Linked DNA regions of Mus musculus: all the other regions are linked to region 1. Evidence: chromatin contacts called from public Hi-C data. All regions are on one chromosome and are shown on one strand. The core of a region is the stretch at or near the end of the contact, and the rest is flanking DNA. Distances in the headings are between cores, read along the strand shown. Region 1 has its middle 150 kb from the start of Gm39450. Region 2 overlaps Rbms3 (RNA binding motif, single stranded interacting protein). Region 3 overlaps Rbms3 (RNA binding motif, single stranded interacting protein).

Region 1 (4,325 bases), core at 926-3,425:
TGTCTCTGTCTCCCTCTCTTTACACATACACATACACACACACACACACACACACACACACACACATACAGAGAGAGAGAGAGAGAGAGAGAGAGAGAGAGAGAGAGAGATCAAGCAAGGCTTGAAGTCATTATGAGGCTGATGGTGTCTATGAACTTCTGAATTCCAGATCCTCCTGACTCTACCTCCATGGTGCCACGGTTGCATGAACGCACTGCCGTGCTGGATTTAGATTCCCCTTTTTTATGAATTCATAAATTGTCCATGGCTCAAATTTAACCTAGAAATTGGTGTCAGAAATATAACACTCTACAGTGTCAGGTGTTCACCACTCTACAGTGTCATGTGTACACCACTCTATAGTGTCAGGTGTATACTAGTCTACAGTGTCAGGTGTTCACCACTCTACAGTGTCAGGTGTTCACCACTCTACAGTGTCAGGTGTTCACCACTCTATAGTGTCAGGTGTATACTAGTCTACAGTGTCAGGTGTTCACCACTCTATAGTGTCAGGTGTATACTAGTCTACAGTGACAGGTGTTTACCACTCTACAGTGTCAGGTGGACACAACTCTACAGTATGAGGTATACAGCACTTTACAGTGTCAGGTGGACACAACTCTACAGTGCCAAAACTTCAGAGTGTCAGTGTATAACCCCTTACATGGTTCTCCTTAGAACCATGCCATATTTTTCTATGTCATTAGCAACTCTTTGATCATTTAAATAACATCATCTTCCTAATATTGAACTTTTCAAATTTTGCAAAATTATACTGCTGTAAATAATTCTATATTTTAACATTTATGTATGAATCATTTTCTGATCTAAATTATACCCATCCTTACACATAATTTTTGCAATAAGAATAACACCATTTTTGCTACCTCATAAGACTGAATTTTACTTATTACTTAAAAAGAACATTTTATAAATAGCTGCTTACACCAGCAAACAAGGGAAGACACTAGTAATGTATTGAATTATGTGATGAGAACCTGTTTCTCTCAACTCCCTGAAAACCAAATTGCATTCACTAAAATCTTTTCTGTAGGTGTGCGTGTGCACATGTTTTTGTACTCATGGAGGCTATGCTTGTGGGTGGGTGTTCACATGTGTAAGTCTGAGGTCATCCACAGCTATCAGTCCTCAAGAACTTTCCACCCTGTTTTCTGAGCCATAGTCTCTTAGTAGTATATAGAGCTTGTTGACTTAGCTAGGCCTACAGGCTCAGAGGACTCGGGATCCGCCCATCTCCACTTCTGCATCCTGAGATTATAAGCACATACCGCCACACTGGGGATTTTATGTGCACTCTGCGGCTCAATCTTAGATTTGTGTGCTCATATCCTGAGCCCTCCCACCAGGCCTTCAATGTAAATTCTTCCAAGATAGGGTCTTTTCCTTGGTTTAGGGCCATGTACTGATAATCTAATAGCCCATCTGTTTTGCTTCAGCTTTCCACAAGGAATTTTTCCCATGCTCTTAGCCAATGCACTGCCAAGAATAGGTCTCTCTCTATTCTCCCTCCTCATCTTACTTTGCACAGTATAAACACACGCAGCGTTGTCTTTTCCAAACCCACAATGTATGTTCTCCTTTTTAGGTGCTACTTGGTTGTTCAGCTTTGTGGAACCTGTGGAAACCCTGACAACTTTTTCCTTTCCTTGTGATGTTTTCCCCTCGGTGTCCTTTATTCTAGCATGTCCTAGGATATTGTCTTCTACTATATCCTCAACTAAACATGCATAATTTTCATATACAGATGGATGGCTTGAGAGAAACAAGCCATTGTGTATTTCTAGCCAGACATGCTTTTAAATGAAAACATAAAAGCATTTTAAAAAGTAGTTTTGCTGGCCATCTCTACAAATTCACCCCACAGAAACTAACTTATTTAGTGTGCATATGTGCTGTATGCTCTCAAGTCTGTGAGTTCGAATTCTACGCATCCAAGGAAGCCATGGACCACTATTGGGTACCCTTTTTCTATCGCTCTTTGCCTGATCCAACTGAGAGAAGGTCTTTCGCTGACTCTGGAGCTCAGCTAAAAGCCACAAGCCACAGTGATCCGTCTGTCTCAACCTCCACAGAACTAAGGGTATAAGCAGGGGCAGGGCGATATGCTTGCTCTTTAGATGTGTTCCAGGCATGAACTCATTTCCTTGTGCTTGTGCAACAAGCATTCTTACCTGCTGAGTCATCTCCCTTGCTGCTGAAATGCACTTTGGAGCTTGACCTATATCCTGAGAACTGTCTTTTCCTAGAAATGTATTCAGCTACATCCAGAGATCTATCATCCATTCCTAACACACTACCAGCCTCACTGTAAGTACTTAAAATGTGTATTTCACGGACATCTATCTACTGCATTAGATCAAGATCTCTTAAGATTCCATGATTCAGTGGAGACTACATTCACATCTTTCATCCAGTCAGTGTTCCAGTACCTACTTAGTCATGCACTCAACAATGACTTAACTAAAAACTGCACTGCATTAAGAACCAAACAGCTCTAGAGCAGGGGGTGTCAACCTCTGGATTGTGACGCCTTTGGAGGTCAAATGACCCTTTCACAGAGGTCACATGTCATAAATCCTGCATATCAGATATTTATTTATTCACCACAGTAGCAAAGTTACAGTTATGAATAAGCAATGAAATAATTTTATGATTAGGGATCACCACAACATGAGGAAATTTATTAAAGGGTCATAGCACTAGGACCAATTTAGGTTGAGAACCACTGGTCTAGCGAGAATAAACATTCTTTGCCCTTAGGAACATTACTAACCATTAACCATAATGAGTAAACCAAAAAATGAATTAGATGCTAGGACAGAAGGAAGACAAGACCAGGAATCTAAACAAAAGGCACTTAATAAAGGCAGGCAGAACCTGCTCAGAGAAGGAGGAGCCATGTCAAGACACCAGTAGGAGACTCTTGGTGGATTCTTTTTGCTGGTTTTGTTTTGTTTTGGTCTTCTGTATCTATTCCAGGCTGGTCTTGAACCTGCTATGCATTGAGGATAACCCTGAACTTCTAGTCTTCCCCCGTTCACCTCTGGAAAACTGGGATCACATGCACCACCTGCTGTGATGGAGAGCAAACTCAGGGCTTTGTGCATATGAGGCAAGCCGTCTCCCAACTGATATCTACCCTTAGACACTCTTGGTGTACACGTGGGAGGCCCTTAGCTCCTTCTTTGATCAGAAAGGACTCCTTACTGTTGTGAATAAAGGGTAGTATTCTAAATCTGTGTGCTTTTCTTCACTTCCACAAGAGTATTTGACTATGACAATAAGCACTTTACCATGAGTAGAGGTAAGGCAGCAAGGGAGCCACTGTTCAAGAGATCTCTGTTTTAATCTATGGAGGACTCAACTGAGTTCAGAAACTGTCTTTTCCCCAATGCAATTTCTATCTATGTAGCTGTGAGAGAAGTCCTTGTCATTCTGCTTGTTTGCACATCTACGTGAGCAAATGTAATTTCCTTGAGCTGGTGCATGTTAACTGAATTGGTGAGAAAAGAAGGGAAGTAATTATTCCAACCTAAGTAGATAACAGGACAAAAGGAGCCTGGACCTAGTTGTTTGTCCTTTGGCCCACATTCTTCCCAGGAGTCAAGACTTATGCAACTGTTTGCCTTAGGTGAGGAAAGAAATGTTGTTCACACACACTTTATAGACAGATCTCTGGGTACAAGCATTTTCTCTTGATCAGGGACTGTAGAATGTAACAGTAGTTTTGCATACAGTCCTCTGTAAGTGTAGAGGATAACAAGCAATTACCAGAAAGAGCAGGAAAGTCAACAGAAATGAGATCTGACCTCCCTTCTTTGCTGCTCACTTTCAATACTCTCTTCCTATATTCACACAAGTCCTCATTTTACCAATATTAGTGGAATGCAGAACTTGTTCTGACTCTAGTCCCTGCAGAAGACATGTTGTGCAACTAGGAGCAAAGTGTGTGACCATCATTTTATCCAATCCTGTCTGGCATTCACTATCAGCGGTATTGAAGGTTCTAGATGGTATCCTGACATTCCATGGCCTCTTAGTTATTTTTCCAATGCTGTGATAACATTCTCAGACAGAAGCAACTTAAAGGACAAAGAGCTCTAACTGAGAGCTCCAGGCTAAAGGTCATCACAATGGGGAAATTGGAGCAGCAGGTGCTTCATAGAGCTGGCCACATTGCATCTCTGACAAGAAGCAGAGAGGGATATATTCTTGCATGTACTTGATCCACTTTATTTCATACACTCCAGGATATTCTGCCCAGAGAATAGCCTTCCCCACAATAAAGATAATCTATCTACCTC
Region 2 (4,325 bases), core at 1,017-3,516, 930 kb before region 1:
GAGTTTCCAACAGGCGGCCTTCTTAGCATGTCTGCCACCAGTCTATCCCAGCCCAGAGGTCACCTACCACAGTTCCAGAACCATCTCAATTTAATCAGTCTTAAGACTTACATAAAGGAACAGATATGAAAAGCCACAATGAAACCCACAGTGTGTGTGTGTGTGTGTGTGTGTGTGCATGCAAAATCTATCCTCTCCCATGCTGAGGAACCTGCTCTCTCCCTGGGGTGTTATATGAGAGACGGACTTAAGGTTTTGTTTGGGAAGGAGTCAGTGAGGGAGGTGGGCAAGCTTGTGACAGATCCATCAAAATTCTCACTGGATAAGAACAGAGGGACAGGATGCCTGCACTTGGAATTAATTTAGAGAAGATTGTCTGATCTCTCGGAGACTTCCTTCACAGAAAGCCGTGTATAGGGAGTCATTTGATGGCAGCTGCCGGCGCACTGTTCTGCCTATAAACCCAAAATCTGCCAATCACACAGAAGAGTGGGAAGGGACTTGTCATAATCTGGAATTGTAAATAGCAAGACCAAGCACAGAGTGAAAAAATAATAGGATGGAGAGATTCCCCAAACAGATGAGTTACCGTCGATAAACAAATGATGCTATGGAGATTCTTGGGAGAAATTTCATAAGAATATTTGCTTATTGTCAGTAAAATGTCCAATGAACAGAGAATCCCCACAAGTTATCAAGAACATTAAGTTGTTTAATCTCAAGGGGATGGAAGACGTTCACAATTAGTGAGTTAACTGGAAGTGACTGACAAGAACCTACTGGAGAAATGAAGTTTTGGTGGTGCTTTATCAAGGACAGATACCTTAGTGGGTCTGAAGCCTTGGTTACCGCAACAGAGAATGGTGTTTGTCAGCAATGGTGCTTATTAATGTCAACAGAATCTCTTTTGTATTGTGCAGTACAAAGGGGAAATGTGAAAGAGAAAAGAAGGAAAACTTTACAATTGTTAAGGCAAACCAGCATCCTCAATATACACTGTCAAATCTGTCCCCACTGATGCACTTAAGCTATGGACTTTGGAGTGCTCTGTGACAGCCTTTGCCAACACAGTAAGGGTGACATTGTCTCCTTGAAATATATAGAGTGTGCTGTCTGAAAAGCATCCACTGGACAAATGGCAGCACAAGAAGAGACGTCTTTTTCCTCTCAGCATCTCTGGATGTCTGGATTTGCTCAGTGTTTACGTTGCAAAGTAAAATCTTGTAGTGCACGCCTTTAATTCCTCCGAATAAAGCAAGCAATGGTCTCAGGGCTGACAGGCAATATGGTCCATGGGAGCCACTGCTGCTATGAGATAAAGTCCTTCTTCCTGTCATCAGAGGGACAAGATGGTCACACATCCCAGAAGTAAGAATGACAGCAGTGGTTTGGGTAAAGTATGCAGAAGTCACCTCAAGTGAAGCAGGATAGGAGGACAGATGAAATTAAAGGACTCTGGAAGGAATAGATTCCCGCGGGATGCTGGCAGGGACTCAGAAGGTCCAGATAACTGGTAAAGATTGCCTGCAGAGACAGCTCTTGTTTTCTGAAGGGCATTGCAAACAAGGGTGTTAAACAGACCAGGTTTACTCGGGGCCTGGGTATTTGTAGCCTTGAGTTGAACTATGTCAGCACTCTCATCTCTAATCCCAGAACATAAACAGCACACTTCATAAAACCACCTTATAATTTCATTTATAAAGGGAACTTCTTTTTAAAAAAATGAAAGAAAGTGTTTAGGAAATCAACTCGCATGTTTTTGCTTACTTTTAAAACTCTACATAATTTTTAAATGGTGGTTACTCTTTAAAGCTAGCTCTCTTTAACAGGCTCACTAATTTACTGCTCTCAGGCCTCTCCTGGAATTCTTTTCTGCAGTATAGTCAAGGGTCTGGCTTCATCTGAGTGGAGGTCACTAAAAGGGCAGGGAATTCCGCTGGCTGCAGGTGGCTGGGCTGGGCTCTGTCTCCATTGCTGCTGCTGCTGCTGTGAGCTTCAGTATTTAAAACTGGACATCAGAGAAGGATCTCAGTTTGCTGAGCTTCTGCTAGTATTTGAAATGAGTTTGAAATCTTTGAAGGTTCATTCATTTCCCGATAAAATCATGGGACTCTTCACACCCAACAAAACACAGGCAGTGCCTTGCACTGAAAGCACATACTGAACTCGGGTGTGGGGAAACAAACTCAGGTCCCCTGGAAGAGCAGCAGGAGCGTGCTCTTAACTGCTGAGCCACCGCTCCAGCGATAAACAGGAGATTGAGCAATGACCTTCATTTGTGCTGCTTTGCCATTGTTACAGGGCTTGGCCCTTTGACTGTGAATCATCACAATACAGGACAACAAATTCAAACAGGCCAAGCCTGTATCTCACAGAGGTGAGGCAGGGTAATTTCCTAAAGAACTAAGCCGCTGATTGGTCTCAAAACTTCCACGTGAGCAGCTGAGCATTTTAGAGCCCTTTCTACACACATTTATATAAGTCCCATGTTTCAAATCGCAGGACTGACAAAGTCAAAGGTGAGAAGGGCGTCAGCAAAGCATAAAGAAAGAAAATTACTCAACTGAATGAAGGGAAGGAAGGAGAACCATGGCCCGCCCCCACCAGCCTGTCTCCTCCTGGTGTTTCATGCCAAGACAACCAAGGCTCACACTAGATGTTCTATTTCATAGACTATTTATGCAACTGAGTTTTTAAATAGGAACCCTTTAACATAACTTTTAAAAATATAACTGAAGGTCAATTTTTATTTTGTCCTCAATCTGTTTTTGTCTTTCTGTCACCATCATATTTTTAGAAGAAATATCCCCTTGAGTTTATTTATATTGAACTATTTTTAGCACAGAGAACATAAGCGGCTTAAAAGTCAGGCAGTTCATGTCAATGACTGACAGCAATAGTGAATGAATGACTGACAGCAATAGTGAGTGACCAACAGCAACAGTGAATGACCAACAGCAATAGTGAATGACCGACGTGTGTGTGTGTGTGTGTGTGTGTGTGTGTGTGTTGGTGTTTTGTCTGTTTTATCACAGCATGTCCAAATAAACATAGTCTTATGTAAATTGCTTTTGGTATTGGTGTTTTATCACAGCAACAAAAAAACCCACAAGGTTTTAAAGGACTGTTGTTGGGAAAGAAGAAGAGGCACCAAGAACCATTTCCTATCTTTAGGGATAACCACTAAGCTTCAGCTACTTTGATCCATTTACAACCAAACTGGAGGGACAGAATGACTTCCCCAAGTCTAGTTTGAAATCCAAAAGGCTATCACAGGCCTAGTTCCCTTCAACTGTACAAAATTTCTAGTTCCCTTCAACTGTACAAAATGTTTCATAGTGATTTCTGAAAAACAAACAAACTAAACTAACCAACCACCCCCCCAAGACCCCAAACAAACAAACAAAAACAAAACAAATACCACCGACTGGACGTCGGAGTAGAAAACAGGCACGATAATCTGGGGGCCACGCAGCCCAAGGAATCCCCCTCACGTGGATTCCTTTCCCTCTTTTCTGTTCTTGGATCCTTTCTTTGTAGAGTGCACCTTAAAGTGAAGCCACATCATATCACACGTGTGCAATCTATACAGACAGGAATTGCACACAGCAAGTAGCAAAAGTCTTTGCAAGCTAATTTTCCATGTCTCTGGGGCTAATTTTCATTTAAATTTAAAAATCCTTAACAATGACCAGAGTTCCTGACTCAGGACTTCATGCCTAAACACTCTACCCACTGAGCCACGTCCCCAGATCCACATGGTCTTCACACCTCCCAAGCTTCTATTCTGTATCTATATTGCACTCCAAAGCATAGTATACGTCAGTTATGCATTATTATAATTTACAGGAAAATTATGATTAGACAAAATTCCAAGTCAGAAAGTGCTTTGGTGACTGTGGGGAGACTCAGAGTTTAGGCGCACTGGCTGCTCTTATAGACAACCTGAGTTTGGCAACTGTGCCAGGAAGCTCCAGGGAATCTGATGCTCTCTTTGTGCCACCTCAAGTATAGGCAAACACATGCCACACACAGCACAGACAGTCATACAAATACCTAAAATTTTCTTAAGCACTGTGGTGTGGGAGTGTGTGTTCAAGTGTGTGGATGCATGAATGAGTGTGAGTGCATATAATGTATATGGCCTAAGTGTCAAGGTCAGAGAGCAATTCACACAATGTCAGTCCCTTTGTGGTTTCCACTTTTGGAAATGGAATATTGCATTGGCTTGGAACTTCACCATGTATGTCCAGTTAACTGGATTGGCCTGCCTCAGCCTCCCATCTTGCTGTCACCGGTATAGTCTATAACAAACAATTTGCCCC
Region 3 (4,325 bases), core at 1,098-3,597, 660 kb before region 1:
TTTAATGCTTGTCTTTTCTCAGAAGTATCATATGCCTCATTATCCTGTCCTGGCATGCTTTCAGAGACAGCTATGACATGCGAGGAAATTACTGGAACGAATTTCTATCAGGTTGTTTTTTTTTTTTTTTTCCCTTTCTTAGTCATACTGAATTTGTGTTGAAGGCTCCACAATCTTTTTGTTTGGTAGAAATGGGAGTGTGTGGCTATATTTTCTTGTGTAATTGCCAAGTTGCACCCCACGCTTACATGCCCTTTGCCCTGTGTTAAGCTAGAATACAGTTATTTTTAAGTGCTAGATGGCTTAGCTGTTAAAGTGTACAAAGACCTGAAGTCAACTGCTAGAACTCATGTGAAAAATACCCAAACATGTTCTTGCGAGCCTAGTACTGGGGAGGCAGAAAAAGGCAAATCCTGGGGCTCTGTGATGATCAAGCATGACCTACGGGACAAGGTCCAGGTCATTGAGAAATCCTGCGTTGGAAACAAATGATGATGACTGAGGAAAAGTACCCACAGTTGCCTTCTGCCCTCCAACACACATGCATACATGTGCACATGCACACACACACACACAATACATGTACACATGCACACATACCCCCACATAATACATGTGCATATGCACACATACTCCTACATAGTACATGTGCACATGCACACACACATACATAAGATGTGTGCACATGCACACACACACACACACACACATACATAAGAAGAAATACACTTTCAAAAACAATTATTTGTCCAAATAGGATAAATGGTCTCAAAAAGATTTTTTTTTGTTTCTTTCCCCAGTGACAAAGAAAAGGGAGAGGAGGTCTAAATACCATCTGCATCCCAGGGTGTTTTTAAAGCTTCCAGGACTAAGTGTTTCTAGGCAACCTTTTTTATTGCCCTTTAAGCTATTTCTCCCACTTTATGAAGAGAGATAGTCTATTCCAATGCCCATGTTATTATGGGTACTAAATTCTTTATAAATTCAGTCTGATAGTAAATATCCCATAATGAGGGAACGAGGGACTTGGGGAGATAATACTGAATGTAGAGTGTTTAGTCTCCCATCCGTCATGCTGTCTGCTCTACAGGAGGACTGCTTCTTGGATCTTCCTCTGGAACAGCTTGAGATGCTTGTTAAAGAGTCAGAAAGAGACTGGAGAAATGGCTCAGAAGTTCAGAGCACTGGGTGGCCTTGCAGAGGACCAGGGTTTGATTCTCAGCACCGGCATGGCAGTTTATAACTACCTGTAACTCCAGTTCCAGGAGATAGGACATTTTCTCCTGGTCTCTGTGTATACTGCATGCACATGATACACATGTACACGTGCAGATACGCATACAACATGCACAAAAAACTAAATGAGTAAACCTTTTTATAATAATAATAATAATTAATAATAATAATAATAATAATAATAAAAGTATAGATTTGCGAACAGGGGATGTAGCTCGGTGGCAATGTGTTTGCCCAGCTTATACAAGGAGTTAGACAGGAGACAACAAAAGGAAACCACATCTCTATTTCATAGCTTTGTCTCCTGATAGGGGAATGACACTCTGTGTTAAATGTCCTTGAAGCTCACAATAAGTTGTTGCTAGCTAAAAAAACAAACTATGCATCTTGGGATTTCCCCAGTGCCTTCACAAATGGTGCACCTCTTCAAAAGACTTCACTGTCATTATCATTTGTATTGTGGTTTTGACAGTTTGTGAGATTTTGTAGGGATCACCCTGATCAGGGAGGGAAAGGCTCACTTCGCCCCATTAATATACCATCCATTAAAAATGTGTTTATAAATCCATAATTCTGCCCACACTATATTGCTAACCCCTTCTTCAACAGAGTCCACTCCAATCTTTCTTCTGAGTGTTTATTTTGCCAAATAAACTCCTGCTTAAACTGTCTTTGTTTCTTGACTGAATTCTTTTCTTCACAAAGACAAGGACTAGACCCAGGAGAACTCCTTACCCAGCAGCTGCCAAAATCTGCAATACAGCAAAGCATGCAGACACATGAACAGATGCACATAAAAACCTGTGCCTCATGCAGGCAACTGTCTTCAAGGCAGGAAAATCATAAAACATAAGCTTTTGAAAAGAATGCATCTCTTGGCAAAGGGGGCATTTAAAAACACTTTTTAAAAAACTACCACTAAGTTTCAAGGGGTATTGGAGTTCTGGAAAGCTTGCTTTTTGAAAAGGGAATAATGAGGCAGAATCCTTTAATTCCATCTGAATCATTAGGTGCCTGGTGCCAAGTTCCATCAAGGGTGCAATGCTAGAGGAAAGACAGTTGGATTTCGCTGGGCCGTCCCTTCTTTGGAGATCTCTGCAGACTTCAAATGTTTCTGAGGCATTCAGATGAAAGGGAATGGAACACTCCAGGATGGGGAGTGTTGGTGGGAGGGCAGAGCACACCCCTCAGGCTTTCAGAGATTTTCCTTCCCCTGGAGAGGAAACCCAGCCAGCCAAAAGCACAGCTTCCTCCTGCAGCCTCATCTGCACAGGCACCAACAGGAAACACCGACCCTGGGGATATCAATCAGCCATCTCTTCTGACTAGTACATTCAGTAGAAATAAACCCACAAATGAATGAGAGGAGAGAGAGAGAGAGAGAGAGAGAGGCATCAGCCTAGTTAGGAGCCTCTCAGCCACTGATAACCTGAGAACAAGTTAGCAACAGGACCTTCTGCTGCCTGGAAATGACCCAGTTTGCATAACACTGGAGAAGAGCGAGCGGCTGTTCACTTCTGTAGTGAAGCAGCTCTTCTTCAGCTGTTTTATTTTTCTCTTTCTTCTTTCTTTTTAGTCAGATCATCCATTAAAGAAAACAAAACACATTTAAGACAGAATTTCCTGTATCTATTTGGAACATCACACCCCATGTCAGAAAGGCCAGGGTATGCAACTGAGTTTTCATCTGTTGTGTGATGTCCTGCTGTGGGAATATAGGGACCCCAGAGGTGGTGCTTAAATCCCAAGTACTTCTAACACTGCCCTTCAGACAAAAGAGCTTTGCTTCTAATATGCAACCTGCTTCTAAAAGCCTATTAAGTGTTCTAAATTTTATTTCTAAGGGGAAAATGATTGGACAGTTTCTAACCCAAAAGCCAAAACAAGAAGCAAGGAAATCATAATGAAATTCAAATCCCGTCCCACTCACCGCCCTCTCCTAACACATACATGGACAGTTCTAGCAATGGCATTCATTCATTAGCCTTACAGTGTTTGAGTCCCTTTAGGAAAATTTTTATTTGCACTTTACAACTATCATTAACTTCAAAGGAGACTGACAACTCTCAAGTTATTAAGTTAAAAGGCAGCCAACTTTTCAGCTGGAGTCACTGCAAATTAATTCTGTCTTACGAGGCCACATTGGGTCATTTCCTTAGCCAGTAGCAATAAATAAAACTTACTCTAATAATATAAAAAGCAGGGGAGGATGGCAATGCTTTTCCTATTAAAAATGCTCCAATGTGGCAGGACCTAGGTCCTGCCTAAACTATGAGGTAACTATGTCTTACCTTTTATGGATGAAAGGTTATTTTTTTGTATACTGTGAATATCCTATCTTTCTTCCAGATGAGCAGACAAAAGGAAAGTGGTAACTAAACACTAACACTGGACGGCAACGATCATCTCTTCTGAATATTTATTTCCTAGCATCTCTTGCAGCTAGCTGTCCTTGCTGGACCAATAGGGACTAAGTCACAGGGAAATATGTTTTTCAGCTGTCATCACTGCCTGCCTGTTTTTGTCCTTCCTTCCTTCCTTCCTTCCTTCCTTCCTTCCTTCCTTCCTTGCTTCCTTCCTTCCTTGCTTCCTTCAATCCATTTCTGTTTTCTGATTGGCACACAGAGGGGAGAGTCAAGACTTAAAACTTAAGGGAAAAATTTATTTAGGCTGTGGTGATACATGCTTTTAATACCAGTACTCAGGAGGCAGAGGAAGGCAGATCTCTGAGTTCAATGCCAACCTGTTCTATAGAGGAAGATCCAGAACAGCCAGGGCTACGCAGAGACCTTGTCCCAGGGGAAAAAAAGAAAAGCAAAACAAAACAAAACCTAAAGAACAAAAAAATAAAAAATAAACAAACCAAAACCCATGAAATTCACTATTTGAAAGAGCCCTTTATAGTAAGCTATATAGTAAAAGATAATAAAAAGCAACCATATTTCAAAAACTCCTAGAACTCACATTTGAAGCTATAGGAAACAGATGAGTCTCTGATGTCAGGAAATGACATAGCAAATGACAGATCTTCTAAGCAATGAACACAGTGATTGGTTAAGATGACAGGAAAGGAGTCGTGGGTCAAATAG

What was found. Hi-C and Micro-C count contacts between places; a contact is called where the count stands out from the background.
Region 2: a Hi-C map of the N1E-115 cell line shows a contact between it and region 1, with 5 times the contacts expected there. The contact joins two enhancer-like sites.
Region 3: a contact with region 1 is called in a Hi-C map of the N1E-115 cell line, with 5 times the contacts expected there. The contact joins two enhancer-like sites.

What each region holds. Positions count from the first base shown.
Region 1 is chr9:117,569,191-117,573,515 of GRCm38.p6, forward strand. It overlaps a transcript of Rbms3 not described here. Among named protein-coding and RNA genes, the nearest start is that of Gm39450, 150 kb to the right of the region's middle. Within about 2 kb of position 2,176, at least 50 of the 459 cell types and tissues checked have an H3K27ac peak or open chromatin away from gene starts, as enhancers often do. A contact at or near this core is called in the N1E-115 cell line, where this site is marked.
Region 2 is chr9:116,637,870-116,642,194 of GRCm38.p6, forward strand. All of the region lies in intron 10 of Rbms3 (RNA binding motif, single stranded interacting protein), which reads right to left. Among named protein-coding and RNA genes, the nearest start is that of Gm39449, 110 kb to the left of the region's middle. Within about 2 kb of position 2,267, at least 42 of the 459 cell types and tissues checked have an H3K27ac peak or open chromatin away from gene starts, as enhancers often do. A contact at or near this core is called in the N1E-115 cell line, where this site is marked.
Region 3 is chr9:116,909,969-116,914,293 of GRCm38.p6, forward strand. All of the region lies in intron 4 of Rbms3 (RNA binding motif, single stranded interacting protein), which reads right to left. Among named protein-coding and RNA genes, the nearest start is that of Gm39452, 280 kb to the right of the region's middle. Within about 2 kb of position 2,348, at least 23 of the 459 cell types and tissues checked have an H3K27ac peak or open chromatin away from gene starts, as enhancers often do. A contact at or near this core is called in the N1E-115 cell line, where this site is marked.